Linked DNA regions of Sus scrofa: region 1 is linked to region 2. The links are chromatin contacts, called in public HiChIP or PLAC-seq maps. All regions are on one chromosome and are shown on one strand. The core of a region is the stretch at or near the end of the contact, and the rest is flanking DNA. Distances in the headings are between cores, read along the strand shown.

What was found. HiChIP or PLAC-seq counts read pairs in DNA pulled down with a chosen protein or histone mark.
Region 1: an H3K27ac HiChIP or PLAC-seq map of skeletal muscle shows a contact between it and region 2, with 2.3 times the contacts expected there. The contact joins two enhancer-like sites. A contact is called at or near these places in 1 of 47 Hi-C or Micro-C datasets (embryonic fibroblasts) and 1 of 2 datasets of contacts at active chromatin or transcription factors (skeletal muscle).

Annotation. Positions count from the first base shown.
Region 1 is chr6:110,369,187-110,371,914 of Sscrofa11.1, forward strand. All of the region lies in intron 2 of LOC110261185 (a long non-coding RNA gene), which reads right to left. Among named protein-coding and RNA genes, the nearest start is that of ZNF521, 250 kb to the left of the region's middle. Within about 2 kb of position 1,290, at least 7 of the 83 cell types and tissues checked have an H3K27ac peak or open chromatin away from gene starts, as enhancers often do. A contact at or near this core is called in skeletal muscle, where this site is marked.
Region 2 is chr6:110,003,697-110,006,483 of Sscrofa11.1, forward strand. All of the region lies in intron 2 of ZNF521 (zinc finger protein 521), which reads right to left. Among named protein-coding and RNA genes, the nearest start is that of ZNF521, 120 kb to the right of the region's middle. Within about 2 kb of position 1,520, at least 33 of the 83 cell types and tissues checked have an H3K27ac peak or open chromatin away from gene starts, as enhancers often do. A contact at or near this core is called in skeletal muscle, where this site is marked.

The DNA.
Region 1 (2,728 bases), core at 40-2,539, 370 kb after region 2:
ACATCTTCTGGACCATGTTCTTCTAGGATCATCTTTGTAAAAATGTCTTCATAGCCATAAAGGCTTCTAAACTGATTCCAAGGCCCAGCCTTGATTGAATGAATCATAATTTCTAGAGAGGGTCCTGGAATTGGTGGCTCTAATAAATGCCCCTGGAGATTCTAATCATGAGATAAATTTGGGAAATCATCCCTAAGTGATGGCCTCTACCTCTACCACAGCTTTTGTTATCTTCATCACTCACTTAGTATATTCCTTTATTACACACTGTCTCTTGCTAGCATTCTATGTTGCACATGTATATTCCCAAGTAGACAGAAAGTGCTCAGAAAAAAATAAATGTAGTAATTATAGCTAACATGTATCAAGTGCTAATAATAAGGTGCCAAGTACCCTCTCAGAGGCTCTATGTTTATTTTCTCATTTAATTTAATAGTAGCACCTATAGTGCAGTGAGGTGGGTTCTAGAGGAGATAGGAATTTAGGCCACACAGCTACTTCCTGATGCAGCCAAGAGCTGGACCTCTTCTGTCCAACTCCAAGGCCAATCTTCTACATAATATAGCCTAGGTACCTAGTGTTGGTACTTGCTTGTAAAGGATGTTTAATAAATGTGACTAATTGTAACACTCAGTACCCCAAAAAGAAATATGGGGATACTCAGTAAGTGCTAGAGGTGCCTTCTGCATACAGGAAGCAGAAGAGGCAGGAATGTGCTTGCTTCATTCGTGCTCAAGTGAAGCGCCTGTCCCCTGTCAACGGAGCAACTGCTGTGATTTACAAGGCACTGGTTTCTGATGAAGAGCTCCCAGCCTCCAGAATTCTGTAATAGGAGCACCTGTTCCAGAGCCCCAGAGGGTGCAACTGGAGCTCTGTGTGAGGGGATTGTTTGGGGGTGTGCAACATTAGAGAAAGCTATGCAGCACTTGTCAGTGGGCCAAGGAGCAGACCAGCTGAAGCCATGATGCCAAGGAACATTCTGTCCAGGCTGTGTGGATGTTAAGATTCCCAGAAAGAAAAAAAGAAATGTTGGGTTGGAAGCTGAAGCAAGATTCACCAGGCTTGTACAAGGCATTTAGCTTTTAGTTGTTATAAAAATGAAAATAATTGTGAAAGCAGAGAGAAATCTGCAGCTGCTTGGGGCTATTCATACCATAAGAGATCCCACCAGGCCCTCTTTATTGTTGCAGTTTTGGCAAATTATTTTCTTATCACACACAACCTCCTCACTTCTGTTCCTGGATAAGCACTTAGGCTCATAAAGCTGTGGGTCAGCCACAGTTGAGCATCCAGCCCACGGAACAGCCGGCCATGGGGAGCTCTGGGGCCCGCCCCTCTGAAAAGCAGCAACTGGAGTCCATAAAAAACTAGCCTGGCTGGTCCATTAGTGGTTCTGGGTCTGGAGCTCTGGCCTGGATCACCCGCCCCCTTCGGCAGAGCCTCACCTGCAGAGAGGGCTGAGCTGCGAGGGCCAGACCAGGGGCCACATCCCTGGGTGCTGAGCCCCTAGTGGCTTCCAGGGCAAGGGGCAGGTGCACGAGCTGGCCCTCAGCTGCCAGGGACTGGCCGGCCACAGACAGAGGGGCCTGGTGCCCACCACACATGTGCGTTGGACAAATGCGCTGGCATCTCCGGCGTGGGCAAAGAGCATGCCGCTTCCATTATCCCGGCCCATTAGGGAAGCAATTGGAAAAAAAACATTTAGCAATTTGGACAGGAGTGAGACTGCAGAATGGCTCGTTTCTCTGTGACAGCCTGCCACGTACAGATGAAAGGGAAGGCTTATAACAAATTTTCATTACCCCCAAATAAAACAGCAACAGCAGGCAAAGCAAGGGCTTTGAGGCTGAGAGGTGGGGCCAGAAATCCACCCAGAAGACCACAAAGGAGCCTCAGCAAAACAAATCAATCACTCTCTCAGTCACTTCCACTTGCCGAGCTCGGCTCATGCAAATGACAATCAGGCCTGTCAGCCTGTCAGGCTTTGGCCTTGAGCTCCTTGCCTCACACTATTCATTATGTGCACCAAAATACAACCTGCTGGCTCTCCTCTTGCCCAACGCCCTTGCTCACCTGCCCTCAGTAGTCTATGCTCGGCAGGAAAACCCACTGCCAACCTGGAAAGCAGTGATTTGGTAAAGAGGAGAGACCAGGGGTTTACAAATAGCACCAGAGTCGTTGCATTTTGCTTTGCTTCCAGCTTTAGCTAACACAGGAGAGAAATCCAACCTTAGATTCAGAAGGGCAAAGGCCCTGAGGGCTCCCGGGTGCTCAGCTTCTTCGGTGCTCCCCCCACTCCCAATTCAAGTTCTGCAGAGAGACTCCCAGACACCCACTAAGCACAGACCCCGAATCAAACCCCTGCCTCTGAATATCCTACACAGACCTCACAGCCCACTCCTGCTCTAATGAGCCTGGCTGCCCGCAGAGCTGTATAATACATTGAGCCTTTGACCTTATTAGAAGACAACTACACAAATACTGCCTTTTCCTGGCCTGGGTGTCTGTCCACAGGTATCCTCAGCACGTTTACCATGGCAGATAAAAATGAAGTGTGGCGGGGGGTTGCAGGCAGGATGTTGAATAAGACCAGGTCTGGAACAGAGAGACTTTCCATTCCACAATTTCATTATCAACAGCTTCAAAAACACATGTTATTAAACATCTGGGTTTCTGTGACATCGAAGACTGCACAGAGAATGGAATAAATGGGATTCCATAAATGGGG
Region 2 (2,787 bases), core at 270-2,769:
GGCAGCCCTGAAACAAACCAAAGTTTTTAAATAGTTCTCCTAAGTAGACCATTTACTATTTATTAAATTTGCTCAGGATTCTAAAAAAAAAATACCACTTTTCACACATTTATTGTTTAGGCTTACATCCTGTTGTTTCACTTAAAAAATATTTTCAAACACATCATCTCGTTTGTACAATGAAGAATTAGTTGGAGAAAACAGTGAATCAGAATTTGTCATGCATCTACACTGAAAGAATGGAACTATTGAGCCTGAAAATGTAGCAAGTGAATTTATTATTAAATTGCAGATTGTGTCCAGGCATGATATATTATTATACAAATGCGCCAAGAATTATAGAGCAATAGACCATTAAAAATAGTGTGCAAACCCTGATACCATGCTTAAATCAGGTGCTTGTCTGTGGGCCATGCCTGACTATACCTATTACATAACTGTTCTTCTAAGCTTGTAAATTCCTACGACACTGTCAAGGGAGCTGAGGGTTAGGATCAAGTTTGTACTTGAACCAAGATTCAAGGGAGCTAGCAAACTCTTCCTCTCTCTCTCCTGTCTCTATTACTTGATCTTGGGGAAAAGAAACCATAATGATCACAGATGATGTGCCTTTGTAATACACAGAAATCACCTACCTCATTTATATGGCTTAGGCTGGTTTACTGAGCACAAGTGAAAGGTTTGGGCAGGGAATGCTACTTTTAGAAAAATAAGCACAGAGTTCCCATCATAGCTCAGCAGTTAATGAACCCGACTAGCATCCATGAGGACACAGATTCGATCCCTGGCCTCGCTCAGTGGCTCAGTGAGTTAAGAATCCGGCGTTGCCGTGAGCTGTGGTGTATGTAGGTCATAGACACAGCTCAGATCCCGTGTTGCTGTGGCTGTGGTGTAGCTGGTAGCTACAGCTCTAATTGGACCCCTAGCCTGGGACCCTCCATATGTTGCCGGTGCAGCTCCTAAAAAGACAAAAGAAAAAAAAAAAAGAAAAACAAGCAAAGGTTTCATAATAGGCTGGTTTCTTTTACAAAAATCTACATTGTATAGTGTTCACCCCTAGTATATAGATGAACCTATCTTCCTGAGATGCACAGGGAACTCACTGACAAAATTCCCAGGGGTGTTGGACCACGCTTTAAGGGGATCAGAATCGCCCAAGACTTCCGTGGGTGGTGGTGGTGTTGCCAGAATCCTTTGAGATTTGCCTAAGTCTTTAGAAGGTACCCATCCCCATTACCTTAAGTTTTTTGGCAGTCACAGCACACACTGTGCTTAACTGGGTAATGCAGACTTCCACGATTTCGAGTTCTTTTTCTCATATGGAAGAAACCATGGAGGAGTCTTTCAGCTCCCCTTACTGAGTCAACTTGAACTTTTTTTCCCTTCAGCACTCACTAAGTGCTACTTACAGGAATGTCTTTCTGTGTTATGGCAAGTTTTCCGCATTTCACTGTGAAGTACTTAACATGGCCATGTTAAATTTTAATTTTTGGAATCAGTCACTTCACACTAGCTGACTCTGTCTCGAAGAGCTATAGCTCTTACAACAGGAAGGAAAACAAAACAAAACAACTTTGCTGGAAACCAGCTCTGTGGCCTAAAAGTCTATTTAAAGATGCAAATGTGTGTGCATAGTTAGTGCAGATGTTTTTCTACAGCAACTGTACTTGCCGAGTTTCACCATTTCCATAAAGCACATTAAAACAAGTGTGTGAACACTCGGAGATGAAAGTCTCCAACACTCCTGAGACTTTCAGTGGAAAGGAGAGCCGCCTGACTTTTCTCCAAGCAGACAGGAATGCCCATGATTCAGCAGCCTGAGTAAATAAAAGAGGTCCTTATTTCCTAATTTTGCTGGCTGGCCACACTGCAGCAGCCTCTGTGCTCCTGCCAAAGGGGATGCAGATCTGGAACTACACCCAGCCACTGAAGGCCTGCCTTTGTTAGCCAGCCAGGCTTTCCCGACCATCTTCTGGCAACAAAACTGCCATATCCTGCAAGGAAGACCTCCATCTCAGGCTTGATGGTTCTCTAGTCTGCCTGAAAGGACGAAACAACAGATTTTGCTGGGTCTGCGTCGGAGGAGGACAGCTGGAAACTCAGTTAGCAGCGGAGCAACACCTGTTCGCTCAGATTTATGGGGGAAAGTGCTCACTAACAGAAAAGTGAAGTCATCCTAGAAGGAGATACTGCACAGAGAGAAAAAGACACCAGAGCACAAATACCTCTGTGACCTGAGCCACGGCCCCTTGTGTGCCAACCTTAGAGCTTGAAGGGGAGGGCAAAGGTTGGCTCTGATTGCATCCTGGCTGTTGGGGGATGGACAGACCAACAGTCCCCGGACAGGGTTGCTGGGTGGCCAAATGGGGGGCTGATAATGTCCCTTTACAGCCCGTCATTGCGGGAGAAAAATGCTGAGGTCCTGGTCATTCTTTGGCTTTTCGAGTCCAACTGAAATAGCCGATAGAAAAATAAGATCAAAAGAGGAAGAAGAGAAGATGTGCAGGAAGGTTTGGGGTGATGCCAAAGCTTTTTTGGCACCACGTAAGCATGTCTTAGTCTTAGGGTAAGGTATGCGCTTCCGGAGGGCAGGGACCAAGCCTTTTAGAATGTTGACTCCAACAATATGGGCAATTCTGGGATTACTAAGGAGAAAGAAAGAAAGTAAATCGACTCACTGCAGATGTTAAAGAAGCGATCGGAATCTCTGAAGTGAAGGAAACTCCCAATACGTTTAGGTCTTCGTAGGGCTGGGCACACAAGAAGGTGGCTCACTGACGTCCTTCT